Linked DNA regions of Sus scrofa: region 1 is linked to region 2. A link is a contact called in public Hi-C data. All regions are on one chromosome and are shown on one strand. The core of a region is the stretch at or near the end of the contact, and the rest is flanking DNA. Distances in the headings are between cores, read along the strand shown.

Region 1 (6,011 bases), core at 1,750-4,249, 260 kb after region 2:
TGCCTCAGATTCAGCATTGCTGTGGCTGTGGTGTAGACTGGCAGCTACAGCTCTGATTAGATCCCTAGCCTGGGAACCTCCACATGCTGCAAGTGCGGCCCTAAAAAGACCAAAAACAAAAAAAACAAGGAGGAAATATTAATTTAATCAATGCCACGATTTTTGGAGCATCCAGCGCTGGCTGGGCATTGGTGTCTACCAAGTCGCTTAGGACGGCCACTTACAGGTGAATTTTACAGAGGGCAAGCCACTGACCAGGATGAGAAGTTGACAGGGCTTCTGAAACCAGTCCTGTCTGTCTCTAGAGCTGGGCTCTTCCCGGGTCCAGGGCAGTTCCCTCAGAGAGTTGCACCCAGGAAGCTGCAGAGACCAAGAAATACATCTGAGGGGCTGAGAGCCATGGGCGGGGGGGCTGGGAGGTGGTGGGGTGTCCTGTGCAGGGTGTATATGGGCCTGGGAATGTCAGGGCCCAGCAGCGAACTGGGGAGACCATGTTTAGAACAAGAAGACATACCCAGATGATTCGAGTGGCCTCCCAGAGGACTGCCCAGACTGGCAGAGGTGGGGGAGACAAACCCAACTAGTATCCCAAGGTTTAATCCCTGGCCCCACTCAGTGGATTAAGGATCTGGAGCCTCGGGGAGCTGCATCGTAGGTCGCAGATGCATCTTGGAACCCAAATTGCTGTGGCTGTGGTGTAGGCGGGCAGCTGCAGTTCTGATTCGACCCCTAGCCTGGGAACTTCCATATGCCGCAGGTGTGGCCCTAAAAATTAAAAGAAAATTCTAGCTCTGGAGAGGCTGTAGCTTGGAGGGAGTGGGGTAAAGACCCCAGAACCCGCTCTTCTCGGAAGTAAAGGCCCGAGCTTCCTGCCTCCCAGCTCCCAGCCTCACTGGGCAGCGCCCTCAGAATCCGAATGTCCCCGTGTCCCCTCAGAGCGTATCTCATCCCACCACCCAGCCTCTAAGGACCCCTCAGACCCCACACTCTGCCAGGGTGAGTCAGCGCTTCCACAGACCAGCTGGACTTAATGGCTCACATTTCCTACGCCAGGAAGGCGTTGTTAGCAAAGCCGCCCTGGCCGGCCTGGTAAGGACCATGCCCTTATCAAGGAGGTCACCCTCGGTGACCCCAGCCAGTGTGTCCCCTCCCCCTGCCTGGCTTGCCCCTGTCGAGTGTGGAGCAAAGGCTCTGGGGCTGGAGGGCTGGGCTCACAAGCCCCCCATATTTACCTAACTTCTGGGGCCTCAGTTTCCTGACCTGTGAAATGGGGATGAAAGTGTACCCACGTCGCGCCTGTGTCTGCACACACGTCTTACCTAAGATCATGTCTTCAGCCTCTTTCTTTGGCCTCACTGCTTCCAGTCCAGCCTCCAGCCTTCTGCCCACACGCCCTCTGCCAGGAGGGCCCCTCTCCCCACTGGCTACCTCTTCCCTCAATGAGGATGCCCAGGGGGTCCCCTCCATGGGTGCGGGTCAGGCCTCCCCTGCTTTAGGACGAGCGACCTCTCCTCCAGGTAACTGTCTGTTCTCCCCAGGGAACCGGAGAGGCTCTGACAGCAGGCTGCTCTTTGCAAAGGGCCAGGCTCAAACCCCGGAGGGCTCACGCACCCCACCACCAGCCCCTCAGAGAGGGCTGTGCCAGGCAGGACCCCATGGCTCTTCTGCCCCAAGGTCTTTTTCTCCAACCCTCCCCTGGCTTCCATCTGGCCCAGGAAACTGGAGTCCACCAGCCCAGCTGCCCCTCTGATTAGCATTTGCGCAGAGGACGGGAGTTCAGAGCCTCTGGATGATACCTGGGCCAGGGCTGGGGAGGAGGTGGGAGGACCTGGCCTCACTGGGCAAGGGGCTCCACTACTCATATCTTCCAACCAAGGTTAACGACTCTTCTCTTTCAGGTCTGTATTTATTTATTTATTTATCTAGGCTGTACCTGCAGCATAAGGAAGTTCCCAGGCTAGGGATGGAATGGAAACTGCAGCTGCGGAGCCCACGCCACAGCCACCATGAAGCCAGATCAGAGCTGCACCTGTGACCTTACCCTGCAGCTACTGGCAACGCTGGTTCCTTAACCCACTGAGGGAGGCCAGGGATGGAACCCGCATCCTCATGGATATTCGTCGGGTTCCTAACAAGCTGAGCCACAACGGGAACTCCCCACACCGGATTTCTGCTGGATGAACTTGCTCCTGAAGCACTCTCCGCTGTCACCTTTCAGGGGCCAGTTCATGTCCAAGTGCAGTTCAAGTGCTCCTTACCTTCAAAACAGCTCTCCGTTCTCTGACCGCCCCGCGCCCCGGTCAAGTGTTAAAGGCCAGAGGTCCTTAGAATTCAAAGTCCAGCCCCTCATTTTACAAGGGAGGAAACCGAGGCTCGAGAAAGGGGGCGCTTGCGGGGGGCGGGCTTAGGGAGGATGCAGATGAGAGAGCCTTGAGGTGCAAATGATGGTTTGGTCGCTAAAGGGCAGAGTGATGATTTCGCGGAGCGTGGGTTTCCTCATCTGTAAAATGGGCGTGCTTCGTCTTCGTTACCGCGAGAGGCTTGGGGAAGCACCGAATTCGAGGGGAAGTGTGCGGCCCGGGCAAACGCCACTCCCCACCGCCGGCCGCTTTCGGCCCCGTTTTCCCCGCCCCTTCTTTACTAAAGCCGCGGTTCTCCCGGGCTGCCGACGGCTCCAGGCCGCCCCTGGCCTTACCCCGCCAGCTCCAGAAGGAGGCTCGGAAGGCTGATGCCCCTCGCGCTCTGCGCCCTCAGCACCGACGAGATCTGCGGCAGCTTGAGCGCAGCGCTCACGCCCAGCGCGCTGTAGTTGCAGAACCACAGCAGCGGCGCCTCCATCGCGCCGGCGGGGCTGGGCACTCGGGCGCTCGGCGGATCCCGCTGCCTCGCGAAGGGGAGCCGCTCAGCACTCGGCCGCCGGGCTCGCCGGGTCCTTCCGCGTTCCCCGCACCCCCTTCTCCTGCTCCGCCCCGGGCCGCCCTGTCGGGGATCGCTCCTCCGCCCCCATCGCTTCTTCGCCCCGCCCCGCCCCGCCCCGCCCCCGCCCCCAGGCCGCCCCGCCCCGCCCCGGGCCCGCCCCCAGGCCGCCCCGCCCCCGCCTTGCCCCGCCCCACCCCGGGCTCGCTCCGCCCCTCCCGGCTCGCCCCTCCCGCTCCGTCTGGGGCCCCCCCCGGCCCGCGTCTGTCCTGCGGGGGTCCACTGCTCTTCCCTCCCCCTCGTCTGTCCCCCCTCCCCTATTCCCCCACCCCGCCCCGATCCCTCTCCAGATCCGCCCAGGGGCCCCCTGCCCGGGAGGCAGGTCAGCCTCGCCCTGTGCGTGCCACGCCCGCTGCTGATTCACTTTGCGGTGTTCCACCGACCAGCGCTGTTCTGAGCCTCCGGCGACGCCCCAGACGGCCCCGCTTTCCCACGGGTTGGGTGGGCAGAGACTGGGCCCCGGGGGGTGGCCAGCGGGCACCCAGTCGCGGGGGCACGGACCACTGCGTAAGCATTTTTCGCTCTGAAAAGAGTCTTCCTTTGTTCTTCGCGCTCGGCTTTTCAGAGATTAAAAACTTCATAACGACCCAACTTAAGCTGGTGTGTGTCCTCGTTTTTACGCGACGGGAAACAGTCTTTTCTGGTCCTGCCCTTTCCTCCAGCTGGGAGTGGCGCCGCTTCCTCCCAAACCCCGGGAAGCTTCTTTCCTGCGGGTTTGCGCCTAAGCTCTGAAGACAGCCCCCCCACCTTCCCGCCTATCCAGCCTTGCATTTCAGCACTTAAGAGTGATTTTTTTTTCTTTTATTTCTTTTTAGGGCTTTACATGTAGCTTATAAATTCCCAAGTTAAAGGTCGAATTGGAGCTGCATCTGCCAGCCACAGCCACAGCAACTGGCAGATCTGACCTTGCGGCAATGCTGGGTCCTTAACCCACTGAGTGAGGCCAGGGATGGAACTCGCATCCTCAGGACACTCTATCTGGTTCTTAACCCACAGGGGAACTCTGAAAATGTTTCTTAAGGAGGCAAAAAAGAGATTTCTGTTGGGAGTTCCCTTCGTGGCTCAGTGGTTTACCAACCTGACTAGGATTCATGAGGATGTGGGTTTCATCCTTGCCCTTGCTCAGTGGGTTAAGGATCCGGTGTTGCTGTGAGCTGTGGTGTAGCTCAGATCTTGCTTTGCTGTGACTGTGGCTCAGGCCAGCGGCTGTAGCTCTGATTCGACCCCTAGCCTGGGAATTTCCATATGCTGGAGCTTTGGTCCTAAAAAGAAAAAAAAGAAAAAAGAACAAAGAGAGAGATGTTTCTATTGACAAAAGAAAGTAATTGGGACTGAGGCATGAGGTGCATCTTCCAAACTCTCAAAATGCTAATGGTGTTGAGTCCAGGTTACCAAACAGAAAAAAGTCACAAAATGCAATGCCAGAATCCACCGTAAAGAAAATACTGTCTGCCGTGTCAGTTCGATAAAGATCACACCCTTGGCCACCACAGTTGCCCACCACCAGTGCACCCCGAGGGGAATTCAGGATGGAGAAAACCGGGGAACCTTCTGTGCTTTGGCTCTGATGGGCTTTAGCTAGTTAAGACGCATATCTAAGGAAAAACGTCCAATATCCCAGATTCTTGCATCTTCCCTTACTAGAAAAGCCCTAAAATCATTAATTTGAGAGATCTGTTCTTAGTGATTAGCGGTACTCTTTTGATGCTTGACTACATGTTTTTCCCAGCCAAAAAAAAAAAAGTTCCTATGTATCCTGGCTTCTCCCTCACCTCTTTGGAGCAGTTCCTCAGAGCAGCCTGAGAATCTGTCTCCCAGGCTAGAGTCCTCCGTAAGATCCCCCGAAGAAAACTTAAGTCACAACTCTTTATGGTGTGTACTTCTTTCTGTGAATACCGCACTCACTGGCTTTGTGCTCTGAACTTCAGTGGGGACTTTGAGGCTTTCTCTCTGTCTGCCCCCTGCCCCTTCCTGCTCCTCCAGCCCTCACCTGGCCGTCATCCCCTTCCTCTGGGAACACCCAAAAGGTATTGGGTGCCCTCTCCAAGGCTAAAGGAGAAGAGGTGGAAAGAAAGAAATTTTTCACAGGAAAACAAAGACTCTGTGGCTGGGTGTTTGTGTGGCTTTAGCGCTTATCTTCTTAAAGATCTTGAAATATTTACAGATGAAACAATATATCTGGGATTTGCTTCAAAATATTGGGGTTTGGGGTGGAAGAGTGGGGATACAGGTGAAGTGAGATTAGCTGAAAGATGGTCATTTTCGAAGCTGGCGATGGTATATGGGAGATTGTTCTATGACACTCTCTGCTCTTTGTGTAGGTTTGATATGTTCCATTTTAAAACAAAAGGTGTGATGGGCACGAAGCGTTGTGCCTTTCATTTCAAGGTGAGGTTTCTGTGCTCCAGAAGGGTGAGGGAGCTTGCTCCATGCCACCCTGTCACCATCAGTGGGAGCCATCGCTATGCCCAGGTACGGTGCCCTTTCTGCTCTGGGCAGGCACACTCCCGAGGTCTGTCTGGTGAAGGCAGAGATCTTGGGTTGGCTTCATGGTCCCAGCTTTGCCATGTATTAGCTGTGTGACTTTAATACATGGCAACTCATTCCGTCTCTGATGCTTCTGTGTTCTCCTATCTCAGGTGGGCGTTTGGAAGCTGCGGGGTGTTCGCTGGATCGCTGGCTGTCACATTGGCCAGCACCTGCAGCAACTTGTCGTTGAAGTTTATTTACTGAGCTTTGCCCAGCGTGCCAAGCTTCACCTGGAATCAGCCACTTGCCTAAGGAGCCTGAGTTCCGGGACTAGATCTAGTCCTGAGGTTATTGACCTGGGTTCTTAGACTCTTTATGCACTAGAAAGTAATAAGAGACCAGATGAGAAATGCAGGCCAGGCTCTGCAGCGCAAGGGAGCAAAAACAGCAACAGTTTCCCTGGTTTACTCCCAGAGGTGGGGGGGAGCTGGTTCTTTAAATGGGGTGAGGGTGAGGGCAGGAGGGGTGGCTTAGGTGGTCTGTGCACCCCTTTGGTAATGCGTGTG
Region 2 (5,364 bases), core at 74-2,573:
TCCTGCCTCCATCACTGCCTAGCCAGGACCTTTGGTAATTTTTGTAATCTTGCTAATCTTCATTTTCTTGTTCTGTAAATGAGTCAGGAAAATACCTCAGTTTTGGATATAAAATGTACATAAGAAAATGTGTGAAGTACATACAACAAACGCTGGATTAATGTCTTATTTACCTTTTTTTTTTTTTTTTTTTTGGCTGTGCCTGTGACATGCAAAAGTTCCCGGGTCAGGGATTGAAGACACAACACAGCCATAACCAGAGCCACAGCAGTGAAAATGCTGGGTCCTTAACCCACTGAGCCATGAGGGAACTCCCTCTTATTTATCTTTGTAATTTTTTTTTTTTTTGCTTTTTAGGGCCACCCCTTCACATATGGAAGTTCCCAGGCTAGGGATTGAATCAGAGCTGCAGCTGCCAGCCCACACCACAGCCACTGCAACATCAGAAACTTAACCCACTGAGTGAAGCCAGGGATTGAACCTGTATCCTCATGGATAGTAGCCACAGTGGGAACTCCCTATCTTTGTAATCTTTTAAACTGAAGTATAGTTGATGAACCATATTATATGTTACAAGTGTGCACTATAGTGATTTATAATTTTGAACATTATATCCTGTTTATGGTTATTATAAAATATTGGTTTTATTCTCTCATGTAGTACAATATATCCTTGTAGCTTATTATTTTTTTTGTTTCTGGCTGCACATGCAGCATCCAGAAGTTCCCAGGCCAGGGACTGAGCCCACACCACAGTTCCAACCCGCAGCACAGTTGCAATAACACCAGATCCTTCACCTACTGCACCACAAGGGAACTTGCGGCTTATTCATTCATAATAGTTTGTACCTCTTCATCCCCTCCCCCATATTGCCCCTCCCCCATCTTTCTCGCCACTGGTAACCACTAGATTGTTCTCTATACATACTGAGTCTACGTTTTTGATTTATTCACTACTTTGTTGTATTTTTTAGATTCCACATATAAGTGATACCATGAAGTACTTGTCTTTCTCTGACTTATTTCACTTAGCAATTGCTCTCCAAGTCCATCCATGTTGCTTCAAATGGTAAAATCTGAACTATGTCTTACTTATTAAAAGTAGCCATTTCTGGGAGTTCCCACTGCGGCACAATAGGATCATTGATGTCTCTGGAGCACTGGGACGAAGGGTTTGATCCCTGGCCGGGCACAATGGGTTAAGGACCTGGTGTTGCTGTAACTGCGGCATAGGTCACAACTGTAGCTGGGATCGGATCCCTGGCCCAGGAATCCCATATGACAAGGGGCAGCAAAAAAGGAAAAAAAAAAAAAAATCCACTTCTGGTCTCCAAAGCTTGCCTTCCCAGGGATTCTGGTTGGTAAAGGTGTTATTTAACCACTCCGGGAAATTCTCCCTTCTGCCACAAAATCCAGTCTTCTAGAGGCTTCCCTAGGTTATCTTTTACTTTAAATCATTCATTTATCTTTTACTTCAAATCATTCCTTGACGGGCCCTTACTGTTTGCCACGAACTGGGCTAGACTCTGGAGACACAAAGATTAAAGAATTCCTCTGACCCCGTCTTCCTCCGGACGCCTTCCCAGCCCACCCAGGCTGCCTAGAAGCCCCTAGTCCAACCATCACCGTTCAGTTGCTGAACTCCACCCTGAACTTGAGCATTTATATCAAACACGGTGCTGTTCCTGGTGCTAAGTAATCTGCATTCATTAAGTCACTTAATTCTCCCCACAACCTTAATCCCACTGAACAGATGAGGAAACAGAAGCACACAGCGATTAGGTAGTTTAGTTAGTCTTATCCGCTAAGCAGCGGGCTCCGGGATCTGAAAGCACACCTTCTGGCCCCAGCTTTAAATGTTCCTTTCTTTGTTTTTTCCACCGGCATCTGAAATCGTGCCAGATCCCAATGACTCTCTCCTGCGCCCACCACAATATCTGGCACCACGGGGAACCAATCATTTATTCCTCAAGTGAAAGGAGGGAAGAAAAGGGAAAGAAAGATGCATACTAGTCAGTCCGTCCACGGCGGTTTGGTTATCAACATTTCCGAAGCCTCAACACTGAGCAAGTGCCTGAGAAGTGCGGAGGGAGCTCAAGATAAACTGAGCGTTCAGCACGTTCAGTTACCAGTGGCCGTAGTGCCAAGAGCTCCGAGGAGACCCTTGCGTCGACCTGGCGGCCTCTTTTCTCTCGCCCCGTCCCCTTCGCCGGGAATTCCTGCTCCACGTCTTCCGTCCGCTCCCTTCGCCGTCCCCTCCGGGAGCTCCGCCCTCCGGGCTTTCCCGCGCTCCGGCCTCCGGGAGCCGAGGGGCGCGTGGGAGCGCGCCGGGCGCCGCGGGCATGCGCACTGGGGGCGGCGCACTGCGCATGCGGGAAGATGGCGGGCCGGGCGTCCTGAGCCCCGCGGGTCATCCTGCTCTCTTCCCGCCCGCGTCCCAAGTCCCGAGGTCGTGGGGCAGCGGCGCGTCCGTCCGCGGGCCGGCCTAGGCAGGCGGCGCCTCGGAGCAGGCCAGGGACCCGGCGGGTGCAGGCTCCCGGGACCCGGCGTCTTGGGGGCGGCGCCCGAGTGGAGCGGGAGAAGGCGGGAGAGCTCGCAGGGTGCGAGGGCGAGGGGCGGCCGGCCGGGCAGCATGAGTCAGCAGCGGCCGGCGCGCAAGCTGCCCAGCCTGCTCGTGGACCCGGCGGAGGAGACGGTGCGCCGCCGCTGCCGAGACCCCATCAACGTGGAGGGCCTGCTGGTAAGTCCCGGGAAAGGCGGGGGTCCCAGCGGCGGGGTGGGAGGTCCCCAAGCCGGCGGCGAGGCCAGACTGGCCGTCGTCTCGGGGGTGCGCTGCCCGGGGCTGGCCCGGGGCTGCTCCTCCGTCTCCTGGCGCGTACTGCCTATCACGTCTTGTGAACCGACCGGTCTCTCACTTCAACTCTCGCCTTCTTTGCATCTGCTGGCAGATATGTTGTCAGCCTCCTTGGCTTTTGCAAAGTCGGCTACAGAGCAGCGTTGGAGAAAATCGCTCAACTTCGCCTAAGATGATCATGCTTTTCGGTTTCCTCCGGACTCTCAGTGGATCTCTGCAAGTTCTCTCGCTTGTGTTCTTCCTTGCAGTTCTTCCTCCTACTTAAGTGCAGCCATTTAAAACTGTCCACACCTTGCATTTCCCACCGCCCGGCTCCCCAGTCAGCAAGTTATTTTTCCCTCCTGTTTGACAGAGGAAGTGGAAGGGACATGGAACTCCCTGAAGAAGGTCAATTTCCTCTATTGCTCCGGACTAGATGCAATATATTCTCCTTGATTCTCAGAGCCCTTGAAGCAGCCACCATTTTTCATTGCCCCCCCCCCCGCGCGCCCCCATCTTCAACATCTCTGCTGATTTCTTCCTTTTACCAGGAACTAAGCATTTCCCCAAGTCAGTTTGCCCAGAGACTGGGGAGGATTCGGTGCTCAAAAATAGTTCATGAGCATCATCTCATTTAATTCCAGGCAGCAGTCCTCAGGGATTATTCTCGTTTTACAGTTGCCCGAATAGACTTGGAGATGTTAGGTGACTTGCCTGTGGTTAGACAGTAAATACGGAGACCTGGATTTGACCTCATAGGGTCTGACTCTGGATGGTAAATTCTCCACTCCTCAAACCGCATGCCAAGTTCATTTCTGGCTTGAAAGATCCCTCGCTTGGTTCCTTGTGCCCTTCCATCTACTGCATCTCTTCCCCTGCACAGCCAAACTTTTTGAAAAAGTTGTTCACACTGCTGGGTCTGCTGGCTCACCTGTCATTAACCTTGACCTGCTGCTGGGACTTATCCCCTCCGCACAGCACAGCTCTGAGACTGTTCTAACCCAGGTTGCCAACAACCTTGTCACTTGCAGTGGATGTGTGTGTCCGTATCTTTTGTAGTTTTGACACGATTGGCCACTCCTGTGGGGAATTCTCGCCATCGAGTGGCTCCTTGGACACGTAATCTCTGCGCGCCGTCTGATCAGTTGGCCTCTCCTGTTCTCCTTTGCAGACTCCTCTTCCATTTCCAGCCCTGCTGTGTTGGCCTCGCGCATCTCCCACTTTCTCCAGTTTCTTCACGGGGTGGGGGGTGGGTGGGGGGGTCATTCACCACTCTGGTGACTTGGATTAACTGTTTGTATTGGTCTTAGTCTTGGAGAGTTTGGTAAAAGCTCTGAACTTCTTACTACGGAGTAAACTGCTTAATTTTGCATTTACTCTCCAAAGATACTCATATTCCTTGAAGTCTTAGATATTCTTCTCCATTCGATGGCTTTGGTTACCATGTCATAATAACTCCCACATCTGTAAATCCAGCTCAGAGCTTTCCTGCTGCCGACTAGACATCTCTACTTAGATTTGAGTTCATTATCTTCTTGCCTAAGCAGGCAGCTTCCTCGCTCCTACCGCAGTAAATGGTGCCCCACCCGCCACGTTGCCCAGCTGTGTCCCAGGCATCATCCTTGCCTTTTCCAAGCTGACCCCTCCATCCTCTCAATCGCGGTGAAATTAATCGCCAGCACTTGCCATCGCAGCCATCGCCTGCCTTTTGGATTCGTGCAGTGTCTTCTTAACCTCTTCTCCCGCTTCTTGTCTTGCCCCTGACTTTTTGATATTTTCCGCACAGTAACTAACCGTCGTGGTATTTTAAAAGCCTATTTCTGATCATGTCATTTGGCTTAAAGAATGTATCAAGGTTCTCTAGTGCTCTTAGGGTAGAGGAGAAACTTCTTAATGTAATCACACCCCCGGATTTATTTTTCCTAAACTGCTTGTAGTTGCTGAAATGTCCATATCTCCATATTGCACACTTTTCCTTGTTACCTCCCACGGTTTTTCAGGTCTTGATTTGTGGGTGACGGTCGGAAATCTTCCCGACCCCTAAGACTGAGTTAGGTGCTCCTTTTGTGCTCCCCAAGCGCCCTGGCTTCCCGCTCCCTCTTTGCAGCATCTGCCTCTTTGGTCCCCGAGTGCAGTGACTCTCTCCATCTCGTTGCATCCCCAGCAGAGGTGGTGCCTCTCATAAAAAGACGTGGTAAATAATTATGGAATGAAGGAAGGACGTGCTCTGCAAACGTTTGAATGCTGGAGTGTTTGAATCACTGTACCATTTTACAGGCAGGAAAACAGACAGCTGTCTCAGCACTTTTTAATTGGCTGGTGACTGGGAGTATTCAGGAAACTGTGTATTAAATGCTGTGCAAACGGTAGTGGGTGTATAGCTGAGCGTGGATGTTCCCGAGTCAATGGTTTCAAACCTGGGATTTCGTGAAGGCAGAGCACGGTGTTGATTAGAGATGGAACTTCGTCTGCACGGTGAAAAATAAGGACAATTTAAATGTGTGACCACAGTGCCGTCACCTTGGGAAAGGT

The links. A called contact is a pair of places that touch in the nucleus more often than the background predicts.
Region 1: a Hi-C map of skeletal muscle shows a contact between it and region 2, with 7 times the contacts expected there. The contact joins the promoter of PQLC3 here to the promoter of E2F6 in region 2. A contact is called at or near these places in 1 of 47 Hi-C or Micro-C datasets (skeletal muscle) and 1 of 2 datasets of contacts at active chromatin or transcription factors (alveolar macrophages).

The regions. Positions count from the first base shown.
Region 1 is chr3:125,504,236-125,510,246 of Sscrofa11.1, forward strand. PQLC3 (PQ-loop repeat-containing protein 3) reads right to left here and starts at 3,000. Exons shown (of 7, transcript XM_003125380.6): 1 at 2,696-3,000. The coding sequence starts at 2,838.
Region 2 is chr3:125,246,909-125,252,272 of Sscrofa11.1, forward strand. It overlaps E2F6 (transcription factor E2F6), which reads left to right and starts at 1,324. Exons shown (of 8, transcript XR_002342859.1): 1 at 1,324-2,739.